Regions from separate parts of the Mus musculus genome. Here region 2 is linked to region 1. Evidence: chromatin contacts called from public promoter capture Hi-C data. All regions are on one chromosome and are shown on one strand. Each heading gives the region's core, a stretch centred on a gene start, on an enhancer-like site or on the middle of the called end of the contact. The rest is flanking DNA. Distances are from core to core; before and after follow the strand shown. Region 1 holds the start of Lat (linker for activation of T cells). Region 2 holds the start of Ccdc189 (coiled-coil domain containing 189).

Region 1 (7,150 bases), core at 2,695-5,194:
ACACACTCAGGAGCACATGGAGGCTTTAGCCATTCCACCATAGTTCTTTGAGACAGAGTCTCTCACTGAAATTAAAATGAGTCATTTTGCCCCTAGCAATGATCCTTTTACCATTACAAGTTTGCTGCATTGGCTCCCTAAATCCCTAGCAAAAGTCAGCAGACATAACCAGGAAATGAGGAGCGAGAGACCAGGACGGATGGAAGGAAGGGATCACTCAAACAGTCTGGGGTTCAGGAGAGAAATGACAAATTACACGGAATTAAGTCATGCATGGTTTATATAAATCATATATACGCAGTCTGAAGCTAGGTTTTTGTTTTGTCTTGGTTTTATTGACATGGGGACTCATTGTATAGTCAGTGGGTTACAAATGGAGCAAGAGAGCCAGGTGGTGGTGGCACGTGCCTTTAATCCCAGCACTCAGGAGGTAGAGGCAGGCAGATTTCTGAGTTCAAGGACAGCCTGGTCTACAGAGTGAGGTCTAGGACAGCCAAGGATACATAGAGAAAAGCTGTATTGAGGGAGAAAAACTGAAAAAAAAAAAGCTAAATAAACAAACCACCAACAACAAAAACCAAGTGGAACAAGAGGGATACGTCTTTAACCCCATATAATCCCAGAACTCAGAAGCCAGAGGCAACTGGAGTTAAAGGCCATACTAATCTACAAAGTGAGTTCCAGGGCAGCCAGGACTCTACAGTGAGATTCTCTCTCAAACAAAACAGAGCCAGAGTACAGACATAATAGTCTAGGGTAAATACAGAAGGTTGGGTGTTCCTTTTAAAACTCCAAAATTCATCATATTCCGAAATCCAAAACCTTTTCATACTGGTGCGATACCACAAATGGAAAATTTCATGAAACTTCTATTTCATACAAAAGATTAATTAAAATTTGCATAGAACTACCTTAAAGACCGAGCATGGTAACCTACACGTTTAATTTGAGTTTGAGTCTACCTGGTCTAGATATCAAGTTCCAGGACAGCCAGGACTATACAATGACGCTCTATGCCAATAAAACTAAGACAAAACAAAAACCTATCTTCAGACTGTGTATATATTACATATATGGTTTGTATAAAACATGAATAAATTAATTACATGTTTTATCTTGAGTTTCATCCCCAAGAGAATTTATTATATGTTTATAAATATTCCCAAATCTGTATTGAAGTGTTTCAGGTAAGGGATACTCATGCTATACAGAGATAAGAGGATAGAAAACTGAAGATCACCAGAACTTGAGAAAAGCTCAAGGAAGGAGAAAGACCAAAGCAGAGAAAAGCAGCCCAAGAGAAACAACGACCATGTGGTACGCAGAATAAATCTTCAGTGAGTGTGTGTGAGAGAGACAGGCAGAGATACAGAGAGACGGGCAGAGATACAGAGAGACGGGCAGAGATACAGAGAGACGGGCAGAGATAGATACAGAGAGACGGGCAGAGATACAGAGAGACGGGCAGAGATACAGAGAGACGGGCAGAGATACAGAGAGACGGGCAGAGATACAGAGAGACGGGCAGAGATACAGAGAGACGGGCAGAACCAGAGAGGGATAGAGACACAGAGAGAAACAATCTGTAATCAAAATTTGTTTTGTTTTGTTTTTTCGAGACAGGGTTTCTCTGTGTAGTCCTGGCTGTCCTGGAACTCACTCTGTAGACCAGGCTGGCCTTGAACTCAGAAATCCGCCTGCCTCTGCCTCCCGAGTGCTGGAATTAAAGGCGTGCGCCACCACCACCCGGCTATGTAATCAAAGTTCTTATAGATACATTAGATGATATTGCTTCCAAGAAACAACAGTGTACTATACAAAAAGAACCGAGACGCCAAAAAAGGGGAGGGGGACTTTCAGATAAGAGAAATAAATTCTTTTGTTTTCTTTTTGTTGATCGTCGTGCTGTTTTGGTTTTCGAAGAGAGGGTATCACTATGTAGCCCAGGCTAGCCTCAAATTCAACCCTCCTGCCACTGCCTCCTGATGCTGGGATCGTAGGCCCTCACACCCAGCCGAGAAATGAAATTTCAATGGCAGGGTTCAAAAAGAGTCAGGAAATTTCTTAGACAACAGAGACGAAGGAGCAAAGGTGGAAGGAAAAACAAGACAGTCGGAAGTGATGAGGAGCAGGAAGCCCAACGTCTACAGGAGGAAATGGAAGGGCGGCAATCGTCACGGAGGTGAGAGGGAGGCAAGAGTGGAGAGCTGGCAGCACATGGCAGAGGGAGGTAGACAGAAAGCCTGACTCACCAGAGAAGGCACTGTCTCCAAGGTCAGGGTTGCTAGGCACAGGAGCAGAGGAGACAACAGGGACGGCAGCAGGACTACTGTCAGGCAGCACCACTCTGGAAGAAAGGAAGGAACGAGAAGTTGATAAAGGGCACACAACTTCCACGGTCACCTCCCCTCTACCCACTCACAGGTAGCCGTTGGGATAGTCGTCTTCATCCTCATCTGCATCCACATTCTTACAGGCTGGCTCTGTGAGAAAGGAGAGTTAACACGACCTGGACAGGTCCAGCCTCCCCACCCCACCCACTACCCCAGACCCCAGACCCACCCTGGTTCTCGTAGCTTGCCACACTGTTGGCTTCAAAGAGAGAGGGAGAAGAAGACTGGATCAGCTCAGGTTGTACATCCTCCCCAAAGCCCTCCTGTGCCCTACACCCTTACCATCATCTGAATTCTGCTGGGAAGATGGCATCCGATGGGAACCCCCAAGGGGCTGTGGGGATCTCCTGGAAGCCAAAGGTCAGAGATTACGTCTAGGTAGGACTCTGGGAGCAAGACAACCAGGAAAAAGCGCCTCCCCAACCTAGAAGGTGGAGAGGCACAGTAGACCCAAGGGACGGAGTTGGGGGATACTCACGGGATGGGGAGCAGGTCTGGCTGCCTCAGGGGTGGGAAGGAAGTGACTAGAGGGTAGGAAACAGCAGGTGTTCGGGGGACGGTTATTTCTGAGGACACAGAATGAAGCTTGAGGGATGGCTCCAGACACCCCCCATCAAGGCCTCGAAGGACAAATGGACCCCAAAATAACATGCCCTAGACAGACATGGGGGCTCCCACTTTCCCCATCCCAAGCCAGGGAACAGCCCTTCAGACAGCTAAAGGTGAACAAGGACAAACGCACACTCTTAAAAACCCTCGAGGAGGGCCAGAGACACTGAACTCACGAGGTGGCTTGATGAGGATGCTTCTTGGGTACAAACTGGCAGGAAAGAGACAGCTTGGGTACAGGGCCAAGAGGGCCCCAGCCCCAAACCCTTGAGTGGAACCAAGGGAAGACACACAGGGACACGGGCTTCCCACTCACCTCTCTGTGGAAGTGCTGTCATAGGAGACTGGAGGAAAGAAATCCAACAAGTCAGGATCGGGGTGCACCAGGGACAAAGAAACTCAGGCCCCCCACCATCAATCAGGGCCCAGGTAGGGACAGTGGAGAGTGCAGGGGCTGGGGAGGGTATGAGGATCCAATGGAGCGCCCACCCATCATCCAGTTCCGCAAAGCTTCCCACTTACCTGGCAACTCACGGCAGCGCACGCACAGGGCAGCCAGGAGCGTGACCAAGAAGGGCAGCAGCAGGAGGCCCAGCCCCACCGGGCTCAAGGCGTCTGCTTCCATCTGCAGAGCACCTGCCACAGGCCCTGCTGCACTGCAGCCCCTCGAGACAGAGTGGCAGCAGGGGTATGGGACCAAGCGGGCTCCAGCCTGGGATCCGCCCGGCAGTAGGCAGCCGTATCCTTTCGGGGCTGGATGGCTCCCCTCTCTTGCTGGACTGAGTTGAGAGCAGTGTTGGCTCTGGAAAGGTGCTCGCCCCAGAGCCAGAGCTGGGGCCCGTGCCCCAGCTACCAGCTGCACGATCCCCGTGCCCAGCTGTACCTGCCCCTTTCTTGCTCCCCGCCTGCCTCTCCTGCTCACCACCGCGTGCGACAGGAAGCTGTGGTGAGGGCAGGAAATCATCAGGCTGCTCAGCAGGCTGAGCCTGCCCCCTGCCCACTCACCCCCACCCAGTTGTGGGAAGGGGGAGGAGGCAGAGGGACTGTGTGGAGGAAGGGTCTAAGGCTGCAGGATGAGGCAGCCCGTCCACTAGGAAAGGAGACACGTGCCAACCAGGCCCGCGGTACCCTCCCCATGCCCGGGTGGGAGAACTGCAAGGAGGCTCTGCCAAGGCCTGTGTGGACCGAGGGCACTGAGGGCACCACAGGCCCCCAGCTCCCAGGCTTAACTACTGGGAGAGCGACTTCCAGGGGACCACGGTGAGTCACAGTCATACTGAACCAGCTCACTCAGAAAAGAGCAGCCCTCCTTCTAGATTACCAAGCTCAGAAGACAGGGACTTACCCACAGGGTGACCTGACAGCCCCTGCTAAGTCCTGGGACTATGGATATTCCCTGAGGCCAGTGGCACCCACAGAGAGACAAGCAGTCAGTCAGGAGTCTGATTACAAATTTTATTCCATTACAAATAGCACCAAACCCCTTGGGCTGTCCTAGTAGAGAGGACACCCCTTCCCCGTTTCTGGACTCCCATCTCTTCCCTGGGCTGCCCATGTAGTGTCTGGGAGCTGGGAGATATCCCAGGGCTTCCTTCTTGGACCTGGGCCTGGTGAGGGCTTCTGCCTGGGAACCGTCTTGGGTGGGCCCAAGGCCCAGCTGCGATGCATCAGTGGCCGGGTAAGCACCGGCTCCTCAGATGAGCACGCTGGACACGGGGACTCGGGTAGAACGGCCTCGCTGAGGTACTACAATCCGGTCATCTGAGGGCCCAGACTCATGCAACAGACCTGCGAGAAAGGGGTCAGAGCCAAGGCCAGTAAGATAAGAGCCAGCAAGGGGACACAGGCAGCAAGGGGACACAGGCAGAGGGGCCCAGATGAGGCAGCATGGAGAGCCCTCAGAACTGCACACAGACAGAGCCCAATCCACTTCCAGACAGACCCAAAGCTAAGCTGGATGAGCCTGGGATGCTGGGACTCTTGCCCCCAGCTGGTGGCATGAATGGATGGGCTAGTCTGAGTGGAGGGAGAACTGTAGAGTACATACGCGGAGACAGACAGACAGGCAGGTGGTACTGTGAAGGTGGACCTACAGTGACCCTCACTCACCCTGCACGTGGAGTTGAGCCCGCCGGCGGTCATCTTCAATGAACATGGCGGTGCCCAGGAAGGCCGCACCACCCAGTGCCCCAACGAAAGCACAGAGCATGAGCGAGAACTGCAGAGCCCGGAACTCGGACAGGAAGGAAGGGGGCCAGCTCCGTCGGAGGCGGTCAGAGATCTGCAGGGAGAAAAGAGTCAGAGACCTGGGGGGTGCAGAGCACTGACCAAGAAAACAGAGGCTGGGAAGGGGAATATTTGGGTCATAGGGTGAGACCCACAGCCTAACGGGCAAAACCTTCCTATGGCTTCCTTCCTATACACCAGAGGACCAAAGGGGAGATGCGCCATAGGCATCTATTGCCTAATCTTGGCCAGACTCATGCCACCAGTCAGGGTAGGGAGTTCCAGGTCCCCAAAACCATTCCATCCCAGCCAAGGATAGCACTTACTAGACCAATGAGGTAAGGGCTCCCTGCATCTCCTAGCAAGTGGGACAGCACTATCTGGAAGGCCTCAGCCGTGGACCGTCGAGTTGGGATCACCACGTACTGGGGGTGGGAAGGGAAGAACTCAGTAGGTTCCCAGAGAAACCAAGGCCAAAGCCCACTGTAGGTCCATGACAAATTTTCACTCAGGTTAAGGGCTGGCAGACATGAGGTGGGCCAAGCCCAGCGGTCCCTCTGTGGCGGGACTCAAGTATACGTAGGGTTGACGTTTGAAGGGGAAAAGCCAGACTCCAGATTAAACGCTACCTCCCGACCCCGTCCCTGCTCCCATCAGCCTCTGGATTAACCTGTATCTGCCCTACTCACCAACAGGATGTCAGCCACAATGGCCCAGTTCATGGACAACAGGGTCTCCCCAATAAAGATAAAAATCTGGGTGGCAGAAGTGGAAGAGAATCACGCGGCAACCAGGCTTACCCAGTAACTCAGTCCCCATTGCACCCCACGAGGCAGGTGCCAGCCCTCAGTACCACTTCCCACCCGAGGAAAGAGCAAGGTCATGCTCACTGGCCAGTGTCACCCAGCTGGGAAGGCCCAGAGCTGAGGTTTGAAAGGAGGCATTCCACCTCCGGTCTGTTCTCAACCACTTTGCTGGCTGACCCTGCACATGACGTTGGTTGCTAGTGACCATCCCCAGTGAACATGGCGGTACCCAGGAAGGCCACGCTGCCCTGCTGCCCCCACGTAAAGACACCACCCACCAGACTCCAGTATCCCACTCACATAGGTGGCCACGATGCTACCTCGGGCACAGGCCAGGGCCAGGAAGAGGAAAGGCGCCGAACCCAGGAGGCCAGCTGCACAGACGAGTGGGTCAGCCCGAGGGTTGAAGCGGCGAAGGCGGCGGCTGATCTCCACTCCCAGGCCCACACCCAGGACTCCAGTCAGGCAAGTGATGAGTCCAAAGATGAGACTAGGGGTGGGGTAGAGGCATGGGAGCTATTCCTTCTGCAAGGTCCCCTGACCCAGAGAGGGCAGTCCATCCCACCTGCCCTCGACCCGAATCCCTACAGCACAGAACTCCAGGCCCATGTGTTAACCTCATCACATGATTTCTTAGAGGCTCCTAAGAGTGAAGGTAGCGGGTACAGTCAGGATTTACACTCTCCTGGCCTGAGTGTGAACTCCCTTCACGAGCCCCCTACGTGCAGTCACCCACCCAGCCCCTCACAAGTACCTGTCAGAGGAAGAGCATGAATCTCCAGGGAGACAGGGCGGAGTCTCTCCCAGAACAACCCGGGAGCGCAGCAGGAACGCTGGGGCCCAGAGAGCCAGGGAGCCCGTGACAAAGGCCACAGAGGTGAAGCCAAGGGAAGACAGGACGAAACTAGGACTGCAGACATTGAGAGGAAGTCAGACCCCACAGCCGTGTCCTCCTCTCCCTCCCTTAGTCTATTGTCAGACGGTGGATGTGGTCTGTGCCTGCATCCCTGGCCCTAGATACATGGTCTCCTAGCAGGACAGAACACTTGGCCCTGCTGAGCCTCAGAGATGGAAAGGGTGAACTCACTTTCGTGCCAGTGCCTTCAGATCTGCCCA
Region 2 (6,660 bases), core at 122-2,621, 1.2 Mb after region 1:
CCAAAGCTACAAGGAGAAACAATGTCTTGAAAACCCCCCAAAAAACAACTTTGAGTCCTTGTCTTGCTCTGTGTGACCTTGATGAAGTCCCCTGGGCCTTGGCATCGGTGTGCACAGTGCTCCATCATTGCAGCTGTGTACATTCCTGCCTTTGCCTCCCTTCTCACACCGCCACTTTACACTGAGGCACCTGGCACGCTGGTGACTCGTTACCTTGAGCACTTCTCAGTCTCATCTTTGTAAAACTGGAGAGCCCTGGCTGGACAGGACTGTTGAGGACACCTTACAGGAGTAATACAAATGAGAAGTGTAACTTTTCCCCTGGGCTCTCCACACTCACCACATACAGATCCGGGGCTGGGGTAGTGGTGGCTGCGGAGAGAAGACAGATTATGGGACAAATAGATACGACAGTATGTATCCCCTAGTCCCTAGTACCTCATGAATTTCTAGCAGGTCTGAGTGTGCTATAATTTTAACTATAGCAAAATAGGTAAAACCGGGCTTCGGTGGGCTCGAAATACTATTTAGCAGCCTATTTACAATCAAAGCAACTCCAGGAAATTCCCTAATGTTGATAAACGTAATGACTGGCGGCACCTTTTTTGGGAAACCTAAGTATTCACTAGAGGACAACTCTGTCCCGCCCTCACCGGGAACAAGTTGGCTCCAGGATCTTCAGCCACTTCCACAGGGCTACTAGTGGCTTCTGCGGGCGACTCGGTCTGCATGTCTGTTCCGTTCCTTATGGCCGAGCCGTCCACCGAGCTGGGACTCCTGTCCAGTTCCTCCTGCAATTTGGGAGATTGTTCCGACTCCATCTGCACCTTCATTCCCAGGCTCTGGCTGGAACTGGGGGTAATCATCTCTTCGTCCTTCTTAGCCTCAGTCAAGGGCTCTCCAGCCTGGGCTCTGGGACAGCCAGCTCTCCCACTGCAAAGCCCGGTCCTGCCCCTTCTAGTGTTTCTTCAGAGGCGGTGAAGCGAGAGGCAGCCAATCCGCAGAGGGCGTCTTCCCAACTTGTCTCCCCGGTGACCGTTGTTAAGGAAAGTAGAAAGTACAAGCCCACGCCAATCATTGAAAAGATAGAGCGCATGCGTAACGAGTTGCACGTGCCTCTTAGAAGTTGCTTGTAAGGGTGCTTTTGAGGGTCGGTCTTTTTAAAGATTTAATTTAAATCTTTAAAAGATTGTGTTTGTGCGTGCGTGTGCGCACATATGTACAGGATGTTCGGGAGGGCTCCGCGGAGGCCAGGAGAGGATGACGGATCCTCTGGATCTGGAGTTACAAGGGGTCGTGTACCGAGTACCCCGAACAGCAGCAAAGGCTCCACCCCTCCATCTCCTAGTGCAACTGCGGGGTCAGTAACTATGGGAACCGCCTGCTGGCCAATCATTAAGAGAAATACAGTCCGTCGCGGGGTTGGAGGGGTGGGACTAAAAGACTCGAGAGGAGGAACCAAGAGCTACCAATAGAAACAGGAAATAAGTTTCGCCACATCCGGAGCGGCTCTGACGCCTGCGCTGTGCGTCTGGCGGCCGGTGACGTCCGGTGAAATCCAAGATGGTGGCGCTTGGCTGACCCTACGGTAAGTGCGGACCCCCGTCCGGCGGGGGCGGGGTCCGGGAGATATGTCCAGGGGGACGCTCAGGACTGCGGAGCTCCAGACGCATCCACAGCTCAGCTCTCTGTTTTCTGCAGGTGACGGAAGTGCCGCCTCCACCCGCCTGCCAGCCCCGGAGAGCCCTGAGTTGCCCCTCCGCCACCGCCGCTATGTCTGGCCTCAGCAACAAGCGCGCCGCCGGCGACGGGGGCTCAGGACCCCCAGAGAAGAAGATGAACCGCGAGGAGAAGACCACGACCACTCTAATCGAACCCATTCGTCTCGGCGGCATTTCTTCCACGGTTGGTGGGCTTTTGCGAAAGTCACATTTGGCCTGCGCCCAAAGTGTTTGGAATCTTGTGTGTGCTCGTGTGTATATACACAAACCGGGTGGTGAGGGTGGGTGTGCCAACGGCGTGAATGTGATCAGAGAACAACTTTACGGAGTCCCTTCTGGCCTTTTACTTATGCGCACATATGTTCCCGTAAGTCCTGTGTGATGTGTCTGAGTTGGAAACAGGTAGGGGCAGGAACGGAATGTGAAGCTCTCATGACTAGCATATTCTCTTTGCAAGTGTCTGAGCCTTGCTATATACCTCTCCCCTTTCAGTCTAATCCTTGTCCTATTGTGTGTCAGTGATGGTTCAGGGTCCTGCCCGACACTCTGCCTCTTCCCTTCTGGTAGGAGGAGATGGATTCCAAGGTACTGCAGTTCAAGAACAAGAAGCTGGCGGAGCGGTTGGAGCAGCGGCAAGCCTGCGAGGATGAGCTCCGGGAGAGAATTGAGAAATTGGAGAAGAGGCAGGCCACTGATGATGCCACACTCCTCATCGTCAACCGCTACTGGGCCCAGGTGGATGCCTGAAGAGCGAGCGTCCTACTGGGAGAAGCCCTGAGGCATTCCTAACCTCTTGTTCTTTCTTCTTTCAGCTGGATGAAACTGTAGAAGCCCTCCTCCAGTGCTACGAGAACCAGAGGGAACTGTCTTCAGGGACAGAGGTGCCTGGGTGCCAAGAGGGCCTGACCCGTGATGTGATCCCTCGACCAGACCCAGGGACATCAGATCTGAGGGGTAGGACCAGGGCCCTGGGGAGCTTATGTTCTCAGAAAGGTTTTGAGGAGGAGGTGACTTTGATGTGGGGCTACCGAAATGCCCGGCACTTGGGAAGCAGAAGTTGCTGTCCTGGAACTCACTTTGTAGACCAGGCTGGCTTCAAACTCAGAAATTTGCCTGCCTCTGCCTCCCGAGTGCTGGGATTAAAGGCGTGTGCCACCACGCCCATCGTGAGACTCTGTCTTAAAAACATGGGTTTTTTGTTTTTTTTTTTTTTTTTGGTTTTTTTAATATTCTTTTTTAATGGAATGAACAAAGTTTTAGAATCTAATTGGATTTTCATAATCCCAGCCTTCTGAAAAGTAGAAGCAGAAGTCTTTCTGTTTATCAATTAATTCATTTATTTTGGTTTTTCAAGACAGGGTTTCTCTGTGTAATGTTGGCTGACTTGGAACTCACTCTGTAGACTAGGCTGGCCTCAAACTCAGAGTGTGCTGGGATTAAAGGTGTGCGCCACCACCACCCGGCAGCCATGGAATACCAAGCAGCTTATTCTGGGACTTGGTAGAGGTTGATGGTCCCTGCTGTGGCCTTTCATTCTGATGAGGATTCTCTGTCCCTTCCAGAACCGCTGCCAGTGCAGTTTCGAGCCCCTCTCAGTGAGCCGGCCTTGGCTTTTGTGGTGGCACTGGGCGCCAGCAGCTGTGAGGAAGTGGAGCTGCAGCTGCAGGGTCGGATGGAATTCTCCAAGGCTGCCGTGTCTCGGGTGGTCGAGGCCTCGGACCGCCTGCAACGGCAGGTGGAAGAACTCTGTCAGCGAGTATACAGCCGGGGTTAGTTCTGTGGACCCTACCCTGAGAAATCCACCCTGGCCTGCGTTGTTCAGAGTCCCCAGTAAATGTCAGCCTTGTTCTTGTTGGGACAACTTAGTTCAGACGGGGATTTCAGCTTTAGTTCCTGAAGTGGGGCTCTAGAGAGACGGCTGGAGGAGCTGTTGATGCTGGCAGGGTCACAGCCCTTCAGCAGGAGGGCTCTCTGGAACTTTGCACCAACCTCAGGGGTAGCTATTGTCCCACTACACTGAGAGGCAAGTGCCCAGGCTTTTTGAGGCAAGGGGTTTTTTCCTCCTGCCCTTAATTCTCCTCCCTAGTGTCCATTTTCTTGGCTGAATGGTCCCTCTGTGAGCTAGCTTAGTCTGAGTTTGTCATAAGCAGTTGGTGAGATAGCTGGTGCATAACACTGAGCACAGAAACTCCAGGATCAACTAGTTCTTCCTTGGTTATCCAGGGACTCCAGGATCAACTAGTTCTTCCTTGGTTATCCAGGGACTCCGGGATCAGCTAGTTCTTCCTTGGTTATCCAGGGACTCCGGGATCAGCTAGTTCTTCCTTGGTTATCCAGGGTTTGGCTCTCATCCAGGCTTTGCATTCCCAGGGGACAGTGAGGCCCCTGGGGAGGTGGCACGGGTGCGCACCCGGGAGCTAGGCAGAGAGAACCGTAGGCTACAGGACTTGGCCACTCAGCTGCAAGAGAAACACCACCGCATCTCGTTGGAGGTAGGAGTTGGGCTTTGGGTGCGGTTAGAACTTGGGCAGGGTTTGGGTTTGCTATCCGAGGACCTCAGGAAACAGGCCACTGTCCACTGCCCCTAGTACTCTGAGCTCCAAGATAAAGTGACATCGACAGAGACCAAGGTCCTAGAGATGGAGACCACAGTGGAGGACCTGCAGTGGGACATTGAGAAGCTGCGCAAGCGAGAACAGAAGCTCAATAAGCACTTGGCAGAGGCCTTGGAGCAGGTACGAGAGTGGATGGGACCAAATTGAGTACTTGGGGCCCCGGTTTCTGCCCTTTGCATCCACTGTGTCTTCTTTCTCTGCAGCTCAACTCCGGCTACTATGTGTCTGGGAGCTCCACAGGCTTTCAGGGAGGCCAGATTACACTCAGCATGCAGAAGGTAAGCAGCCTCCTCCCCCTCCCCTCCAGGTCTGCCTCGGACTTTCCTGAGGGCAGGCATCTTCATCAGAGTCCGTTTCCTGGCATTGCTGCACATTTTTTTTTCATTCCTTTCTACACTTGTTTATTAAATAATTGCAGAACTTAACTGCTAGGAGCTAGGCGGGCTGAAGAGGACGAATGGGAGCGGGAGCTTACGTTGTCTTGAGAAGCCCAGGCCCGTGGGCGCTGCCCTTCCCTGAGCATCTCTTTCTGCCTTGATGCTGTATTTCAATGTGTGTGAAATCCCTTTGTGTTTTGCCTCTTTGTATTGGAGGCTAGGTCTTGTGATGTGGTCAGGCTGGCCTCAGACTTGTGTAGCTGAGAGTGACTGAGACTGATCCTGCCATACTTGCCTTCTAAGTGGTGAAACTCTAGGCTTTGCACCACCTTACCTAGCTTCAAATCAAACGTTTTCTTACTAAACTTCAGTTCTTTCTCTTATGAGGGAATAATAAAGATTCCGTGGAAATGAGGTTCTATGTGAGGAATAGACAGTGCTTACGTTGGTAGTTAGTTGGTAGTTACATTGGTAGTTACGTTGGTAGTTAGTAGATAGTCCTGTGCAGGGCTGACCTCCTATTCCCCCAAGAGCCCTTAGAAAACGCATTGCTTTGGAAGTTTATAGGAGCTTGGGTGGGGTGCGTGCTGGACGACTGGGGAAAATACTGCCCATCCTGGTCTTGCCTACCACAGCCCCTTCCACTTCCTAGTTTGAGATGTTGAATGCAGAGCTGGAAGAAAATCAGGAATTGGCCAATAGCCGAATGGCAGAGCTGGAGAAGCTGCAGGCGGAGCTTCAGGGAGCCGTTCGGACCAATGAGCGTCTCAAGGTCGGCTGTGGTTAGGACTGGAAGGGCTAGGACTAACCTCAGATCGATCCTGCTGCTAACACAACCCTTCTGGACATTTCACCGCCAGGTGGCCCTGCGTAGCCTTCCTGAGGAGGTCGTTCGTGAGACAGGGGAGTACCGCATGCTGCAGGCACAGTTCTCCCTGCTCTACAATGAGTCTTTGCAAGTGAAGACCCAGCTCGATGAGGCCCGGGGGTTGCTGCTGGCCTCCAAGAACTCCCACTTGAGACACATTGAACATATGGAGGTATGGTCTTGGAGGAGGGCTGGAAATGAGACTAGATCTTTAGACTTGAGACATTCCTCAGCTTCCAAGGGGTCTTGTGGACCTGCTGAGAGTCCCTTGGGCATAGATTGTTCCTTGGCCAGAGGTGAGACTAGGGGATATATCTATTTTTCTTTTTTTTTTTTTTTTAATGGTTTTTCGAAACAGGGTTTCTCTGTGGCTGTCCTGGAACTCACTCTGTAGACCAGGCTGGCCTCGAACTCAGAAATCTGCCTGCCTCTGCCTTCCGAGTGCTGGGTTTAAAGGCGTGCGCCATCACGCCCGGCTTTTCTATTTTTCTTCCTCTGTTTTTGTAAGACCTAGGCTAAGAGAACAATGAGCTGAAGTGAGATTTGAACCACTGCTACCAAAGAGTTACTATTTCTTTAATACTCCGATGCAAATACACAGCGTGCAATGCAAAGCCCGCTGAGTGGAGCACAGACTGCCTAAGATGTATAGAAAGGAGGTGGCTCTGTTGGGGTTTTTTCCTATGCACCTGGTTCTGGTAGCAAGTCCTGTGCGTTAGAGCAGTGTGTGCTCTGGAAACTTCATTTCCTGCTTGCGGGACTAACTGGGTCCAGGACCACACAAGAAAGAGCTTGCTTTAAACACCTTCAGTGCCTCTCCCTCTCCCTTCAGTGGTCACAGTGGTAATGGTTCAAACCCTTTCTGGTAATGGTTTTACAGTTAACCTGTCTCCAGTCAAAGTCTACGTTTTCTCTTAAGAGAAGCAGTGAGAGGGCACGGGAAGCCCCCAGGGCTCGTTGTCTGCTGCAGGTGCAAGCCGCAGCTCTGCCCAGTGATGCAAACGAGTTCTAGGTTATTCCTGTTAGGCTTTGATCATGTCAACATTTAAAGAGATTAAGCTGGATTGCCAAATATTTTA

Evidence for each region. Capture Hi-C pulls out chosen DNA fragments and counts their contacts.
Region 2: a contact with region 1 is called in a promoter capture Hi-C map of liver, with 4 times the contacts expected there. The contact joins the promoter of Ccdc189 here to the promoter of Lat in region 1. A contact is called at or near these places in 1 of 39 promoter capture datasets (pre-B cells), 1 of 115 datasets of contacts at active chromatin or transcription factors (double positive thymocytes) and 2 of 9 other capture datasets (adipose tissue and liver).

What each region holds. Positions count from the first base shown.
Region 1 is chr7:126,365,624-126,372,773 of GRCm38.p6, forward strand. It overlaps Lat (linker for activation of T cells), which reads right to left and starts at 3,945. Exons shown (of 12, transcript NM_010689.3): 1 at 3,525-3,945; 2 at 3,319-3,346; 3 at 3,179-3,213; 4 at 2,872-2,959; 5 at 2,676-2,740; 6 at 2,563-2,592; 7 at 2,423-2,483; 8 at 2,253-2,347. The coding sequence starts at 3,627. It overlaps Spns1 (spinster homolog 1), which reads right to left. Exons shown (of 12, transcript NM_023712.3): 6 at 7,122-7,150; 7 at 6,789-6,944; 8 at 6,335-6,524; 9 at 5,918-5,983; 10 at 5,555-5,653; 11 at 5,112-5,283; 12 at 4,437-4,790. The coding sequence ends at 4,696. It overlaps Mir7058 (microRNA 7058), which reads right to left and starts at 2,422; the gene lies at 2,348-2,422.
Region 2 is chr7:127,587,224-127,593,883 of GRCm38.p6, forward strand. It overlaps Ccdc189 (coiled-coil domain containing 189), which reads right to left and starts at 1,372. Exons shown (of 9, transcript NM_001033040.3): 1 at 654-1,372; 2 at 341-372. The coding sequence starts at 866. It overlaps Rnf40 (ring finger protein 40), which reads left to right and starts at 1,475. Exons shown (of 20, transcript NM_172281.2): 1 at 1,475-1,588; 2 at 1,702-1,905; 3 at 2,289-2,456; 4 at 2,534-2,675; 5 at 3,284-3,490; 6 at 4,092-4,213; 7 at 4,310-4,456; 8 at 4,540-4,614; 9 at 5,366-5,485; 10 at 5,574-5,753. The coding sequence starts at 1,774.